Linked DNA regions of Oryctolagus cuniculus: region 1 is linked to region 2. The links are chromatin contacts, called in public Hi-C maps. All regions are on one chromosome and are shown on one strand. Each heading gives the region's core, a stretch centred on a gene start, on an enhancer-like site or on the middle of the called end of the contact. The rest is flanking DNA. Distances are from core to core; before and after follow the strand shown. Region 1 holds the start of LNPEP (leucyl and cystinyl aminopeptidase). Region 2 overlaps LOC138845143 (a long non-coding RNA gene).

The links. Hi-C and Micro-C count contacts between places; a contact is called where the count stands out from the background.
Region 1: a Hi-C map of psoas muscle shows a contact between it and region 2, with 2.7 times the contacts expected there. The contact joins the promoter of LNPEP here to the enhancer-like site in region 2. A contact is called at or near these places in 2 of 6 Hi-C or Micro-C datasets (psoas muscle and an unstated tissue).

The regions. Positions count from the first base shown.
Region 1 is chr14:19,600,042-19,604,535 of mOryCun1.1, reverse strand. LNPEP (leucyl and cystinyl aminopeptidase) reads right to left here and starts at 3,228. Exons shown (of 18, transcript XM_008261965.4): 1 at 2,966-3,228. The coding sequence starts at 2,984.
Region 2 is chr14:19,559,294-19,564,121 of mOryCun1.1, reverse strand. All of the region lies in intron 2 of LOC138845143 (a long non-coding RNA gene), which reads left to right. It overlaps LOC138845142 (a long non-coding RNA gene), which reads right to left. Exons shown (of 4, transcript XR_011381935.1): 3 at 2,483-2,630. Among named protein-coding and RNA genes, the nearest start is that of LNPEP, 40 kb to the left of the region's middle. Within about 2 kb of position 2,286, at least 3 of the 8 cell types and tissues checked have an H3K27ac peak or open chromatin away from gene starts, as enhancers often do.

The DNA.
Region 1 (4,494 bases), core at 1,979-4,478, 39 kb before region 2:
ATGTTTCCAAATCCTAATTTGCTTATTATTAAATAAACTTCCCCAAAGTTCTCTTCCAGTGAACATGTCCCATTATCCTCAAAATGAGGTCACAGACTTCCAGGCCCCTGCTCAGACCTCCTCAATCAGATTCTGAGGGTGAAACCTGGCATTTGCATTTATAAGTGCAAAATTAACTTATTCTGAAATACCCCAACCCTACATGCAAATGAGGACAAAGCTAGACAGATGTCAAATAATTGTTTGCTTTAAATTAGTACTTCTACAAAAAAACAATTCAAAATAACTGGCATCAATTTTTTTACATAAAACAAACTACTACTTCCTGATAACTGCAATTCCACCTGCCTAAGAGGACACACTAATCATTGTCAAACCAATTTTAAGCACTGGTCCAGCACATCTCTCTACCCCAGAAAAAGCCAGAAAAGATACAAAGTCAGCCTAGATGTGTCCAATCTTGAGCATTAACAGTCAGCAGTCCCTCCCAAAAGCAAAGCCAAAAATACCTCCTGAGCCAAATGGGAATTCCTGGCACTGAGGTCCATCCTTGTAAGCCCTATCCGGTAGCAGGCATGTTAAGTGGGCCGCAGCAGCCTGTTCCCTGGACAGCTGAACACAGGATGGGTCCATGATTGCCAGCCAGCCAACCAAATGGGCAGTAACTTTTGACAGAAAACAAGGAAACTACAGAGAGCCTGACTGAAATATATGACTACTGAAGGCCAGAATGACAAGACAGAAACTAAGTTCACTTCCTTTATAACCGTATGGGTCACAGGGTGAAGCCATCAACCAGATTCTAAGTGTGGTCCTGAATTACTGAAAACTATTTTGTTAAGCTGCCACACCTCTCCACATATGAACAGGGATATATGAGACAGCCTTAAGTGGGAGAGCTTTTATTTAAAAAGGATGCATGTATAATAAAAGCCAGTACCACACTTGACAAATCTTGCAATGTTAATTCTGTGGATAATGGAATATTCTATACCAGAATACCCAGACCTGTGGGAGAACTATATGTGCACATTTCCAGTACTCAAAAGGATTAAATAAAAAATGATAAACATGCTTTCCACTATTTCATGTCATGTTTGAAGGAACTAGAAAATTGCACAGCAATCCCTCAAAAATTTTGAAATATCCTGTCCATCTTGAACATGAAAAGCACCACTAAAGTTGCCAGCATCTGATTTCTTGTCAACTTCAAATGTCATAATTTCTATTTTCCCTGTTAAAGGAAGCTTGCTGAGCTCCAAGCAGTGATTTAGACATTAACTAAAATGATGCATTGCCAAACTGCCTTTAGCACGGACCTTGACAATCTGGAAGACAGATAGGGATAAGTCTAATTTCCTATATGAAAGCTGAAGCAGAGCTTCTTTTTATGTTCTCTTCTCTGGGATTTTTTTCCCATTGCCTTTCCAACACAAATCTGCAAATATTCACTTCTAGAAAAGCATATTGTACAAAAGGAGAAAAGCCTCCAATCCTAAGACTTGACAAGGTACTGTGATTCTGCTGGTGAGTTCGGCAAATCAGCTAATGCTGATCTTGACCAAACGGGTGGCTCAGCCTGTTGGAGACTTCTTTTTTAAAATTTAGGTGAAATTTCACACTTAAGAATCCTGTATCAAAAAAGTAAGTCTTGCCATATTCATTTGCAAGGAGTTAATAACGTGTACTAACATATACTAGATGGCCCCTCTCTGTTCTCTGGGCTCAAGTCTTCCTTAATTCTCTGAGTAACTTTTTATCAGACTGCTCAGGGAGCCTTAGGAATGACAAATAGAACCTGAAAAGGAAGAAAATGCAGAATTAAAGCTGTCATCGTTAAGCCTAATGAAACAGTACACCCAGCAGAAGAAAGCCTTAGGAATTAGGGACAGGGAGACCATAACCAGCAGTTATAGCAAGAGTGAGGCACAGCACACTGCAAAGTCTGGCCAGGGCCTGGGATCCAGTGGACCGCGGCTGTCTCGGTTGCCACAGACCCACCCACTCAAGGCCAGCCTGGCTCCCGCTAACGAGGTCCTCCACCCGCAGGAAGCCTCGTGCAGACTGGACAGCGGATCCCCTCACTGGCACGCTTCCTACTTGCGTTCCTGCAAGGGAACCGAGGCATCCAGCGCCGCAGAACCGTAAAAAACACCTCACCCCGAGGTGGTGACTCCGGCGCTACCTGCCCCAAAACAAAAGCCTTCGCTGTCACCGGGGCGGGACCGGGCGCCCCCAGCCAGGAGCAAGCCGCAGCGGGATGCAGGGTCCTGCCTCCTGTCACACTGTGATATCGCCGTGGCGGACCCCTGCTCTCCCTCGAAGGAGCTGCAGGGGACCCGGAGCGCCGGGAGGAGCCTCGCGCGCGCCCCGCGCAGCGCGCCAGCCGGCCCCGGGCCACCGCGCGGACTGGGCGCCGGTCCGCAAGTTTCCCTTCCTCCCCCCTCAGGAACCCTGCCAAGCCCCTCGCCCCCATCGCGCCCTATTAGGAAAAGTCACGCCGACACCCCGGCGAAGGGGCAGGGACAGCTCCCAGCGGGCTACACAAGTTGGGTCCCGCCGCGAACACGGCGTGCCCCTTATCCCGCACGCGAGTCGGGGCACACACCGCCTTCCCCGGGGGAGTGGGGGCAATGCCCGGCCGCCAACTTTCCCGCGTCGTACCTCACCGCCCCCGCCCCGCGCGCAGCGGTGCGAACTTCGCGGCTCGGTCCCCCGGGGGGCGACGCCGCGGAGCGCGGGTCCCGGCCGCCCCGCTGACCTTCAGGCCAGCGCCGGCCGCGCGCGGGCCACTGCCCATCCCCAGAGCCTCCTGCAGCCGCCTTCCCGGCCCTCTCGCCACCCCTCAGTCCTCGCCCGAACTGGCGGCGGCGGCGGCGGCGACAGCAGCCCGACCCTGCGTCTCACCACGGCCGCTGCCCTCCCCAGAGAGCCCAGACGCGGCATCCCGGGGCCGCCCGCTCACCATTGGCGAAGGGCTCCATTTTGCCCCCGCCGCGGCTCCTCACACCCCGAGCGCCCAAGCTTCCTACTCCGAGGGCTGAAGGGGCCCTGCCGACTGAGCATGCCCAGCGCGGCCTCCGAGGGCTGTCGGGGAGGCGCCGCGAGGGGCGGCGCCGCTCCGCCGCGCCGTGGATCCGCCGTTCCGGGTTTTCGCAACGGCTGCAGCAGGAGCCCGGGAGGCTGCCAGGACGGCTCCGCCGGGGGCGGGCTCCGCGCCCAGACGGGGGGCGGGGCAGCGCGACGCTCCGCCCCTTCCGCAGCGGCCGGAGGTAACGTCGCCGGCTCCGCTACGCGCGGGGCTGCGCTCGGTGGCTCAGTCCGGCGCGATCCTGGGTGCGGGGACCGCAGTGCTGCGCCAGGAAAACACAGTCGGTCCCCTGAGGGGCGGACAGTCCAGAGGCAGGCAGTAAACACACCCAGAGTAACCGCGGCGGTGAAATCGGGCTCCCCGCCGCACGTAAAGCCGGGGTGATGATGGGATGGCGGGGAGACCGCGCCGGGCAGGTGCCTTACGGGTCGATGCCTGAGGGCAGAGCAGCAGCCTGCGGGCGAAGGTCTCTCTCCGGACCGCAGAGTTCACGGGCTGCGGGACGGAGCGGGCACCCTAGGTCTTCCCAGCGCGCGCAGCGACCGGGCGGCCCCGGGCCCCAGAGCATCCCCTGGCGCGGTCCCTTAGGGCGCGGCCCCGGGGATGTCGGCGCAGCGGAAAACCCGGCGCCGGGCCGTCGGACCGGGCCGCGGGGCCCCCCGCAGGACGTGGGCAGCAGGCCCGTTAGAGCCGAGCCCTCCGTCGACGCCAGCGGTTCCCGGGGTGCTGCGCCCCGCGGCGCTAGGCCCGAGCGGCTCCCTGCGTCGGCCCCGCTCGCCAGCACTCGCGCCGTGGCCTGTAGCCCGGAGCCACTATTGTTTGCAGCGCCAAATTAGGAAGCGCCCGCGAGTCTCCGAGGCGGAACGGCCGCTGGCCCCGTGAGCGCGCGGGGAAGAGCGCCGGGGCCAGCGGGTTCGGTCCTAGGGCTAGGGTGCGCGACGGAGCCACCCCGCGACGGCTTCCGCCCCTCATTCAGCCTCAGCCCCTGCAGCGTCTTGGCCCGGGCTGCACGACCCTGCGCCTGTCAACTGCCGCACGCTCGGCCGCTCGGAAGCTGCCCGCCGTGGGGCCAGGGTGGAGTCGGCCTGCGCAAACGGGGCGAGGTGGCCCTGTGTGGCTGACCACCACGGGACGTAGAAATTCGGTGTCAAAGCCCCCTTCAAGTACGATACTGCATTGTAGAACGTTCATTATGGTGCACTTCCTACCCCCGGTTTGAGAAGTTTATTCCTCCAGTGCGTACCGATTGCACGTGGAATAAAAGCTAAACCCCCTGCTCGGCTCTGGGACGCGAGGAACACAGGCTCGCCGTTCCCGGTGCACGCTCCTCGCGCAAGAACTGTCCCGATTCTTCGTGGCGCTTGGGTCTCGCTTCAATTTGACCTCTGCAGAGAACCTTTCTC
Region 2 (4,828 bases), core at 1,037-3,536:
AAGTTGATAATTTTATAAAGCCCATGAATGATGTTACAAATATACAAGTGGTCCTTTGCAGAAGAAATGGTCCCATCCCTGCTAGAGGAAAGCACAGTCCAGGCAGGCTGAGTTTTGTTAAGAAACCTGGAGTGATCCATGTAGATCAGCATTGTCTTAAATAGAAGTGCATGGGGTATTAGTCTAGGTTCTTCCAGGATGGTGAGGTCAGTTCCAAGTATAAATCACTTGTTGTTGGACCAGGATTTAACTATTTTCTCAGGGACAGTGGGACTTGACTTGCGGAAGAAGTGTCATGAGCAGGTGTGTGTTCCCTTAAGGGATGAAAGGGACAAAGAAGCGTCCAAAAGATGTGCTGCCTCCACTAGTGCTTAGGTGGTCTCCTTGAGTCCTATAAATCTTTTTTTATTTTCCAAGACTTTATTTATTTATTTGAAAGGCAGAGTTACAGAGAGAGAGGAAAAGACAGATCTTACATTTGCTGGTTCACTCCCCAAATGACCCCATCGGCCAGGGCTGTGCCATGCTGAAACCTGGACCCACGAACTCCATCCCGGTCTCCCACGTGGGAAGGAGGTACCCATGTACTTGGACCATCAACTGCTTTCCCAGGCACATTAGCAGGGAACTGGATCAAAAGTGGAGCAGCCAGGACTGGAACTGGCATTCATATGGGATGCCAGCCTCATGGGTGGTGGCTTGACCTGCTACTCCACAATATCAGCCCCGAGTCCTATATTCTTTTTAAAAAAAAAAAAAAAGATTTATTTATTTGAAAAGCAGAGTTACATAGAGAGACAAAGAGGGAGAGACACAGAGAAAGAGAGATCTTCCATCTGCTGGTTTACTCTCCAAATGGCCACAATGGCCAGGGCTGGGCCATTCCAAAGCCAGGAGCCAGAAGCTTCATCTGGGTCACCCACATGGGTACATGAGCCCAAGAAGTTTTTCCATCTTCTGCTGCTTTCCTAGGTGCATTAGCAGGGAGCTGGATCAGAAATGGAGCAGCCGGGACTCGAACCAACACCTATATGAGATGCTGTCATTGCAGCAAGTCCTGTATTCTTAACAAATTGGGAACAGGTTACGTGTTACTTCTTCCCACCAGTCCATAACCCTTCTTTAATGTTGCCACAGTTATCCAGAAAGTGTGACTGTAGCATACTTTAGTTCTAGCCATGTGAGTAGAAAGTTAAAATGGTTCTTGCTGAGAGCTGCTCCAGGCCACTGAGGCAATACAGAGATGCAAGGATTGTATACAGTGTTTTCAAAGAGTTCTCTTAGTTTTCTTCCTTCCTTCCTTCCTTCCTTCCTTCCTTCCTTCCTTCCTTCCATCCTTCCTTCCTTCCTTCTTTCCTTCTTTCCTTCTTTCCTTCCTTCCATCCATCCAATTTACTTGAGAGGCAGAGTTATAGAGAAAGAGTCAGAGAGACAGAGAGAAAGCTCTTCCATCTACTGGTTCACTCCCCAAATGGCTGCAGCAGTCAGAGCTGGGCCCAACCAAAGCCAGGAACTTCTTCCAGGTCTCCCAAGCAGGTGCAGGGACCCAGGCACTTGGGCCATCCTCCACTGCTTTCCCAGGCCATAGCAGAGATCTGGATCAGAAGAGGAGAAGCCAGGACATGAACTGGCACCCATAAGGGGTTCTGGTGCTGCAGGCGGATGCTTACCATATTAAACCACAGCACCGGCCCCTCTCTTAGTTTTCTTAAATGTGAGAGTTACTGGAGGCTTCCAAAGCTAGAAATGTTAAATCCTAATAATGACCATGACAATTTACATTTGAATCACAATTTTAATTAAAAGACCTGACTAACCGTATTTTTGCTTCATCTCCTGTGATTAGCCATATGAAAAATTATATTAATAAAAAACTTCCAGGAAAAGGGCTGACATGATAAATTGTCCTCTCTTAAATGCACAAGCTGTGGAGCAGAAGACCAGCGTGCAGGCGGCAGATCATCACCGCTCAGAAACAAGGGGGTGAATTAAGTTGCTGGCTGTTCGATCATGGGAAAACGGTGCCACTGGGAGGGTGCCCGCTTTTGTCCTGGGTCTGTGTGCCACAGTTCCAGAGCAAATGTGTTTCCCAGCATTTAACGGAAATCTGGGGCACTGCGGTGTCTGGATCACGCTCACTGCCCTCCTGCCTCCGCAGAGGCCATCCCTGTGCAGGGCAGAGAGGAAAACGGGCACAGGGCCTCTTGCCTGCTGCTGCTGCTGGCTCCACCGCCTTCTGTGGCCCTCCCCCTTCGCGGCTCTGCCGAGAGAGCCTCTATTTTTGTCCTACTTTCCAAGCGGTGATGGGGAAATAGCTCACATGTTGTGCAGCAGCCCAAGCGGCAAGCAGATCATTAGCAAGGAAGCATCCAATGGGGCTCAGGTTCACAGTATCTTTCTGTGCTGGGAGCCCAAGATGCAGGCCCAAAGGTCTCTTTCAATTAAAAACGTGTGTAGACATTGTGCATAGTTAGGAACTTACTGTGGGACTTAGAAGAGGGTAGGTGGTTTCTAAGTTCCATCACAGAATCTCCTGGGGGTAGAGTCTGACGGCGTCTCCTGGGTCCTTTGTTACTACACACACGGGGTTCCTGGAACAGCAGCAGCAGTGGCCAGCAGCTTCCAAGAGCCTGTCAGAAAGGCAGAATTCTGTGCTTCACCCCAAGACCTATGGAATCATTGCCAGAATTTTAACAAGATCTTTACACAATTCATCTAAACGTTACATTTGATAAGTGCTGTTCTGGGTGATTCCGAATTTCATCCCTGGACAAGACACATGGATTTATTTTATTTTTATCTTTTTAAAATATTTATTTATTTGAAAGGCAGAGTAACAGAGAGAGAGAGAGAGAGAGAAATAAAGAGAGACGGATCTTCCATTTGCTGGTTCACCTGCTTAATGGCCACAACAGCCAGGGTTGAGCCAGGCCAAAGCCAGGAGTCTGGAATTCCATCCTGGTCTCCCATGTGGGTGGCAGGGGCCCAAACACCTGGGTTATTTTCTGCTGCTTTCCCAGGTACATTAGCAGAGAGCCGGATCAGAAGTGGAGCAGCCAGGACTCAGACCAGTGCTCCTATGGGATGCCAGCACTGCAGGTGGCAGCTTAACCTGCCACAATGCCAGCCTCAGTAACGTGGATTTAAAAGAACATTTCCATATGAACACAAAAACTGTATAAAGCACTTTACTTGGGGGGAGAAAGGTTTTGTATGTAACAATGCTCCCATACAGAGTGACGCTAAAGTCTGGAAGGATTGGGATAATGATATCAGATGTAGATGAATAAAAACAAGTGGATGCTTACATCCTGTGAGCAAAGGAAATAATAAAAGGAAAAAAATCTCACAAAGTCTGAGGCTGCAGTTGGAAATGATTCCTCAAAGCTGCAAGTGGCAGTACCTTTGGCATGTTGGATAGTCCCATGTGTCTGCTCTCTTATCCTGATTGAAAAATTGGCTTTGAGCAACGGTTCATCAAAGCAAGGCAAAACCAGCTGTGCCTAGGTTGGCTCCCTATCCATCACTGGGATTATTCTGTGAAAAGACCTGGTCCCACCAAATGGAAAGTGAAACCAGGAAGAGAAATAAATTTGTACCTTCAGCAAACAGCTTACCAAAACTGGAGATGCTTTATTTGATGTCTCAAAGCAGAATCTTTGTCAATCCCGGCTCTGCCTTTGACTAAAAGGAGAGTAAAAGCTTCAGTGGCTGCCAGTGATGAGTGATGCCTTGTGCTGGGCACTCCAGTTACATTATTTCCTTGGCGCTTATGTCAGACAGGGACGTTGAGGCTCAGAGAATTCAGTGACTTTACCAGGACCCTAGACCAGTACATGGCTGCAGTAGGCTCAGCAACAGTCAACCTGACCTCAAAATTGGCCAGGAAATTAATAGTGCAGAACTGTTTCCACACCTGATGGAGCTCAGACATTTGAATAATGATATATGTGTGCTATCTTTGGTCGTGTTCCCAGGAAGCAGACCTGGATTTATTAGGAACCTGTTGCCAAGATGAGGAGGTGGAGGTGGGGCCAGTGCTGTGGTGTAGCGGGTAGGACTGTTACCTGCAGTATCAGCATCACATATGGGCGCCAGTTCGAGTCCCAGTTGCTCCAATTCTGATCCAGTTCTCTGCTCTGGCCTGAAAAAGCAGTAGAAGATGGCCCAAGTCCTTGGGCCCCTGCACCCACATGGGAGACTGGAAGAAGCTCCTGGCTACTGGCTTCAGATCAGCACAGGTCTGGCCATTGCAGCCAATTGGGGAGTGAACCATTGGATGGAAGACCTCTCTCTCTCTCTCTCTGCCTCTCTTTCTCTCTCTGTGTAACTCTGACTTTCACATAAATAAAATAAATCTTTAATATATATATATATGTAAGAGGTGGAGGCAGAAGGACAGGGAAGGAAGTAAGGGGACAGGGACAGGATGGAGTGTCAGCTGGATTCACAGCCTCAGCTCCATCCACAGGAAGCTCTGGAATGGATGCTCTGTCTTCATGCTGAGGCAAGGATCTGGGCTTTCCTATTCCTGAACTGCTGGCTAAGGGTCTCCACGAGGGACCCAAGCTCCCAGAGACTTTAGCCCTCCCTGTGAGCCAGCAAAGCAGCTCCAATCTTCAGACAGGACAGGTAGACAGAGACTCCAACAAACCTCTGTACCTAGTCACCTCCTGACATTGCATAATCACAAATTTAATCTTTGGGATTTGGGTTTCAATTTAGAAGCAAACCTGGGAGCCGGAGTGGAGAACAGGAAATCTCAAGTGTCAGGAAAAGGGTGAGTGGGCCAGGAGAGAATTAAAGGGAGCTGTCAGAATAATTTGAC